2 separate regions of the Zea mays genome follow, and region 1 is linked to region 2. Evidence: chromatin contacts called from public Hi-C data. All regions are on one chromosome and are shown on one strand. Each heading gives the region's core, a stretch centred on a gene start, on an enhancer-like site or on the middle of the called end of the contact. The rest is flanking DNA. Distances are from core to core; before and after follow the strand shown.

The links. Hi-C and Micro-C count contacts between places; a contact is called where the count stands out from the background.
Region 1: a contact with region 2 is called in a Hi-C map of tassel, with 1.6 times the contacts expected there. The contact joins the promoter of LOC100283739 here to the promoter of LOC100273899 in region 2. A contact is called at or near these places in 2 of 25 Hi-C or Micro-C datasets (ear and tassel).

Annotation. Positions count from the first base shown.
Region 1 is chr8:114,353,326-114,356,589 of Zm-B73-REFERENCE-NAM-5.0, reverse strand. LOC100283739 reads left to right here and starts at 1,564. Exons shown (of 6, transcript NM_001156638.3): 1 at 1,564-1,914; 2 at 2,157-2,284; 3 at 2,406-2,509. The coding sequence starts at 1,802.
Region 2 is chr8:113,723,736-113,727,209 of Zm-B73-REFERENCE-NAM-5.0, reverse strand. LOC100273899 reads right to left here and starts at 1,663. Exons shown (of 8, transcript NM_001148291.1): 1 at 967-1,663; 2 at 155-536. The coding sequence starts at 1,316.

The DNA.
Region 1 (3,264 bases), core at 315-2,814, 630 kb before region 2:
CTTCTCATCGATGAAAACATGATCAAACAAACTCTTAAACCTTGGACTAACTTGCAAACTTTCATGTTCAAGCATGTCCACACACCATTGCAACCGAGCCTTCTTGTTTGCATCAGTCAAATGTGGTTTTATACTATTTGTATGTCGCTTAACATCACCTTGCCGTATGTGTTTCAAAAGCTTAGATTTGCTAATGCTAAGTATCTTGCACACATCTTCTAGGGTCGTTCTATTTTTAAGGTCAACACTGCACAATTCTTCCAAATTAACTGGAGTTGGTTTACGGCCTGATACCTCTCTTTTTAGGACCAACATTAACAGAAATGCCTTGAGACAGATAGGTTTTACCGTCATGCCACAGGCGCTGAACAGTGCGAACATGAACTCCAAATTGTGCAGCAACTTCTTTCGTGACATTCTTCCCTAGGTTCCCATTCGTGCTTTTAGCCAACAAGGTTTGGTAGATTTGTTTACTTTGTTCTCCAGTAATATCCCTCCTCCTTCGTCTACGTAAAAACAGTTAGTAGAAAACTATAAGTCCACGGACAAATCAATGGCAACAAGATTATTTCTAAAAAAAAGTGTAGCGTACTAGTAGGAGTAATCACTTACTCAAGTCTATTGTATCATCGTCTATTGTAGGCACCACGTTCGAGTCTATTGAAAAAATATTAGAAATGAGAGTATGTATGGTAGTCTCTTCGAGAGTAAAGTCCGATACATCACCGTCTTCTCTAGGCGCCATGTTCAAGTCTATTGATTTTTTTTTAAAAGTGAACAATAAGTAAAAAATCAAATGGCAAGTAACCAGACCATGTACGTACCAAAATCATTCTCAATAGGTGGCTCCATATTCAAGTCAAATGTAGCATTTTCAACATGCACCAAAATCATTCTCAATAGGTGGCTCCATATTCAAGTCAAATGTAGCATTTTCAACATGCAACGCCATTGCTTTGTTTTGGAGTTTTGCTGCTTCTGTTTGTTGGTACCAGGAGCCCAACGTAAGGCTTTAATAACTGACGAACGCTAAGAGCAGGTGCAAGTCACGAAACGACGTCCTGGATGCGCGGTGCAATTTGTAGCAAAAATATTCTGGGCGCGCAGTGCAATTTCTAGCGAAAATATTCTAGGCGCGGAGCGCAGTGCAAAAATAAAAAGGTGCAACATCCATGCAAAAAAGGGAGGCCACAAGAATCAAACTTAGAAATGCATGATAGAAAGCAGCGTTGCTGACCAATTGAAACCCCAAATAGAATTCAATGGATGAGACAACGAGAAATATTTAATATGGGTACAATCGAAAATATGACTTCAACTTAAACATTTCTTGGTATGCGTATTCATGTCCAAAATGACTAGTATTTCAATACCGTAGGGGTAGTCCATACTGTCAGTTGGATTGATCTGGTTGGATCGAACCAGTTTTTTTCGGACCGTATCAGATTGGATTGGCCTGCTAGGACGGCTCATGATCAGGATCAGGTGCACGGTAACCGTGTACGTAGGAAGCTTTACGTGCCCAATCGAAGACAATAAAAAAGCGAAGAAAGAAGTATGAATAAAACAAAATTTGAAGACGCCTAACAGCCCGACTGCTTCGTTTCCACGCGCACGAAACCCTAGACTAGATAAAAAGTTCCCATTTCCCTCAATTCCCCAACTTCCCTCGCCGCAATCTCTCGCCGCCTCCAGTCCAGAGCCACCGTGAGATCTGCCCGATTCCGCCGCCCGGACCCGGGGACTCCCTCCCCTCCTCGATCCGTTCGGGCGGCCGGCCGGCCTAGCTTCAAGTGCGGGGATGGTGTTCTACTTCAAGGCGCGGCCCGAGGCCGGCGACTATACCATCTTCATGGGTCTTGACAAGTACGAGAACGAGGACCTCATCAAATACGGCTTCCCCGAGGACATCTGGTAACCTCATCTTCCCTTGGTCGTGTGGGTGCTCCTTAGTGGTTACCAGTCGCGTGAAATCGTTTGTTCTCTGTGTTTTTTGCTGGTCTGTATACTTGTCAGACAATTGTCAATGCTTTTCTGTTGTACATGTTAAGTTCACCTTTTGTACATATCATTGACTTTTGCAAATTCCATTTTCTTATTAAAATATACAATTAAGAGTCGTGCTTCTTACCTTAAACTGGTTTGGGTGATTACAGGTTCCATGTAGATAAGATGTCCTCTGCACATGTGTATGTGAGATTGAATAAAGGTCAATCAATGGATGACATGAGTGAGGGTTTGCTGGAAGACTGTGCGCAGCTTGTCAAAGCTAATTCCATTCAAGGTTGGACAAACTACAAAGAGACAATATTATATCACAAATTTTGGCTTCATTTTTTCTTGCAAGAATGTGGAATACAAGCTGTAGTCCGGCACATGTGATGATTTCTTCATTTTTGGTGCAGGTAATAAAGTCAATAACATTGATGTAGTTTATACTCCATGGTACAATTTGAAGAAGACCCCTTCAATGGATGTAGGCCAAGTTGGTTTTCACAACCCTAAATTGGTGAGAGCTCATTAACTTTTTCTTATTCACAATGTTTACAGCAGGATTATGTACATATGCTTTTGTATGTATCTTGACAAAGTTTATGTGCTTTATGGATGTGGATCAAGATGTGTAATATATGTTTCTGATAGGGTTCCTTACCGTAGAACTAGTATTTTTATCTCTCTATGACAGTATGACTTCAAAAAATGTCTTTACAGTTACTTTGCAAGCAATTTGAATTGGTTTAGACTTTAGAATAACAAAGTTTTCAGAAGAGGTTATTCTTTTAATCAGCTTGAATATTCCTTGATCTTCATAGTTTTTGTATTGCTTCTGTAATGGTTAAGCAAACCTTGGAATTACTTTTAGTAGCATATTTATTATCTGTGAATTAGATTTTAAATATTTAGCCATCTGTTATAAAAGTAGTAATAGGTTATGCCTAGGCACTGGGTGGAGCTGCACTGCCTTGTATGGCACTATGCACTTTGTCTAGTTGTTTTTCCACCTAGACTAGAGCGACTTAGAACTTGATCTATGTATGAAAGTGGAGAAATCGCCATGGTTCTCAAGGCATAGCCTAGGTGTCCGAGCGATTTTCCAATCAAGGTCTCGAGCTTGTCGATTCTGTTCGTATGGCATCGCCTCACGCACCAAGGCATCAAACGGCTGCAACACATGTGAAAAGGCGCTGTATGCGGGAGAAGGAAGGTTGCTGGCATGGAAAGTGAGAGTGAGTTGCGTGTAGGAAACACGAGGGAGTCATACCT
Region 2 (3,474 bases), core at 414-2,913:
AAAACGAATGCATTCCATGTCGGCCGTGTCTGCTTAAATAGTAGTTTAGTAATGTGCATATCTAACTATATATGTCTCGTATGCCTGAATCAACTCGATAAATTTTTTTTTGGGAAATGCCTGATTATATTAAGGTAGCTCATGCTCATCTCACCTCGGATGAGTTATCAGAGTGATGATGGTGGCGCTTCAGCTCCATCGGCGGCGCGCTGTTGGAGAAGTCAAGCATGTTGCTGCCGAGGCTCGTGGTGACGCACGAGCGAGGAGACGAGGCCAGGAGCATCTGGCTGAGCTGAGCCTTGCTGGCTGGCGCCGGCATCTCATGCTCATCACCGCCAGCAGCGAGGTGGCCGTGGCTCCCGTAGAAGCTATACGGAGGTTGTTGAGGCACGGCGGAGCCCTCATCCTTCTTCGTACCGCCGCCACCCACCATGCACGCCGCGCTTGCAGTCGCAGCGTGATCCCCCCAATCGTCCATGCCCTTTGACAGGAGAGCTGCGGTGCAGCGCTCCTGATCTCCTCCGACTAGCCCCGCTCTGCACATGTAGTTAGGCAACCAACTAATTAAGCTAGGCGAGCACCGCACAGATGCATGAGTCCATGGAGGACGATGGGAATGATTGCGAGCTATATTAGCGGAGCAAAGTGAACATGCATAAGATGCATGGTTAGAGACAGGGAAGGTAGATTAACGCTTAATTTGAAAGGCTTGATCCGCTGTAGGACAAAGTGGGTTAAAACCACTTTATTCCTTCACCTAGATCGAGCTCTACTGTCATGTATTAGAGAGAACTGAAGCTTTACATATATGTAGTGGAGGTTTGTAATTGTGGATGGATCTGTTGCATGCATGATAGAGAGGGCCGCCACCGCCAGGGTGAAGTCGTGAAGACGAGAGAGAGAGAGAGAGAGAGAGAGAGAGAGAGAGAGAGAGAGAGAGAGAGAGAGAGAGAGAGAGGTGTTTACAGAAGCATCTGGCTCCACGACTCCGGCATGTGGTGGTTCTCCTGGCCGCCGTCGTGCAGACTTGGAAGGCAGCCGCCCGCTGCTGCGCCGCGGTTGGCAAGAAGTTGGTGGCCCGGAGAGGTGGTAGTGGTACCGGTGTGCGGAAACGACTGCTGCTGGTCGTGGGAGAAGAGCAGCGACGGGGAAGACAAGGACGGCAGGTTGTTGGGGGAGAAGGCCTCTTGATCCTCATGGCACGAATTGAAGTTGAAGGCGCTCATGACGACGCTGCTGCTGCTGGCCGTGGCGGTATCGGCGCTCCAGATCACCTGCTGCTGCAAAGGCGAGGCCCGGAATTGTCCTCTGTTCATCGCCGCCGCGCGCACCGGCCGCTAGCTAGCTTGCTAGGTAGAGAGCTGGTGACGCAGCAAATGCTGGTTCGTTATCTCTTCCTCGCCAGTCTCTCTCTCTCTCTCTCTCTCTCTGTGTGTCTGTCTCCCACCTCTCTTGCACTCGTGGTGTGGACGAAGCAGTCTCAGGTCAATCTTAAAGGGAGATATGGAACGATGGGCTCGTCGCAATTTCCTTGGAGATGGGGGGCTCGGAAGTCGGAATACATCTCCTCCCTATAGCTACAGAGATGGAGATGGAGAGGGAGATGGGGAGGGAGAGAGAGGGAGAAGGGAACAGCAACAACAACAACACCCAGCAACAGAAGGAGAGAGAAAGAGAGAGGTGAGAGGATCCGGCCGGAGAGGAGGAATCTGGGCCTTGTTTTTGTTTTCGCGCTTCCTTTCGCTTCACTCCTTTATCTCTCTGAACGAACTTTCCCTTGCTTTCCTCTCCTCCCGCTCCCTTTCTCTCGCTACACACTCTCTCACTCTTCGTCCTTTGTATGTACTCATACACACGCACACACAACTGCATTTTTTCTTCTTCTTCTTTATTTATTTATTTCCCTACTCTGTCGCTTTTGCTTTACCACGACAAAGTGACGCAGGAAAGGTATACGAGCGCGCGCGTTAAGGACGACGACGAGGGCGATGCCCGTTAATCCATGTCATGCATGCATCGATTTCTTCTATATGTGTTTAGTTGGATGTATAAGAAGGGATAGAAGAGACCGAATATAGTTTATATAGTGTTTGGATGAGAGAGAGTCACGTGGGGCTATATGAATACCAAAGTAATTTTTGTGGCGGTGTGATAAAAAAATTGAGGGGACGGTGTCGCCTCCTCCTCATCCTATTTTGACCTCGAACCAAACACATAGTAAGTGTGTGGACGCCACCTGATAATTGCATGCAGTTGCAGTGATGAATGAAGCGTAGACTACCAGCAGCAACACGCGCAAAAGACATGACCTCCGCCACACGCACATACACAGGAACGGCAGCGTAAAGTGGGATCGGATCGGAAGGCAAACGCATGCACGCACGCCCCAAGTGGAATGGATATCCGATCCCATCGTCGTTGGTTTCTTTATAATGTACAAAGTGGAAACCGAAACGAAGTGGTTATTATCTTGCTCACTAATTTTTTTTTACCAGAGCGGAAATAAAAAGTGTACGTACGTACGCGCTACAAGCCATATATATATGTCAATAAAGCTATTTTAATTTGAAACTTGAAAGGTCGGTCTAACCGAGGGCTACTCCTTTATTAATTATGTTTTGTGTGTCATATCATCGGCTGAAAAGCGATATATATGTGCCAAAGTTCCTAATTGTACGTCTGCCTTTGCGAGAGGACAGATATTCGTTTATACCATGCCAGCTAATCTAGCTATATTTAATTTTTTTTCCTTTTGTTGGTTCAAAATCTGAAGTTTGTAATGTATTATTGTTACACTAAGTACATATATATAGTGATGATGCTTTCTACTAGCGCGCGGTAAACACCTTGTTTTGACCAGCTAGCGTCTGTCGCTACGGATAGGACTATGCGAAAAGCCAGTGAAAATGGCGGTCTTTTCACTCGTCCGTTAGTAAAACTGTCACTCCAATGCAAACTAGTCGGTTGGCCGTGCGTTGCGACGGCTTACAACAATATCCACGTAAACTATCCATAAAAAAATTTCAAGATTTTTTATTGATCGTCTCCGCTCTCTGTGTAATATATTTTTTTGATTTGGCTAATTGATGTTATTGTTTACTCCATGCAAATATGTCTTGGTACAACACGACCAATGAAGTGAGCGATTAGAAGAGAGTTCATAACGATTGACTGAATGAATAGAGATTATAAAATGACATAATTCCATCATACAGAGACCAAATAAGAGAAAGTTTGTGAGATCAAGTTTCTAAAATAAGTCCCATGAAGTCAATCTTATCAAAAAGATAGATCAAAATATGAAGTGATTGCTAAAGTCAGGCATCAATAAAAACTGGATGCGCTCCATATAAATTATGCTACTTTGTAGCAATTACTAACCTTTAAAACCAACAAATAACCTTTCATTTTACTGTTAGTGTGACAAATCATTGCTGCTCCATCCAATTCAGCAACCTCAAACACCATGTAGTC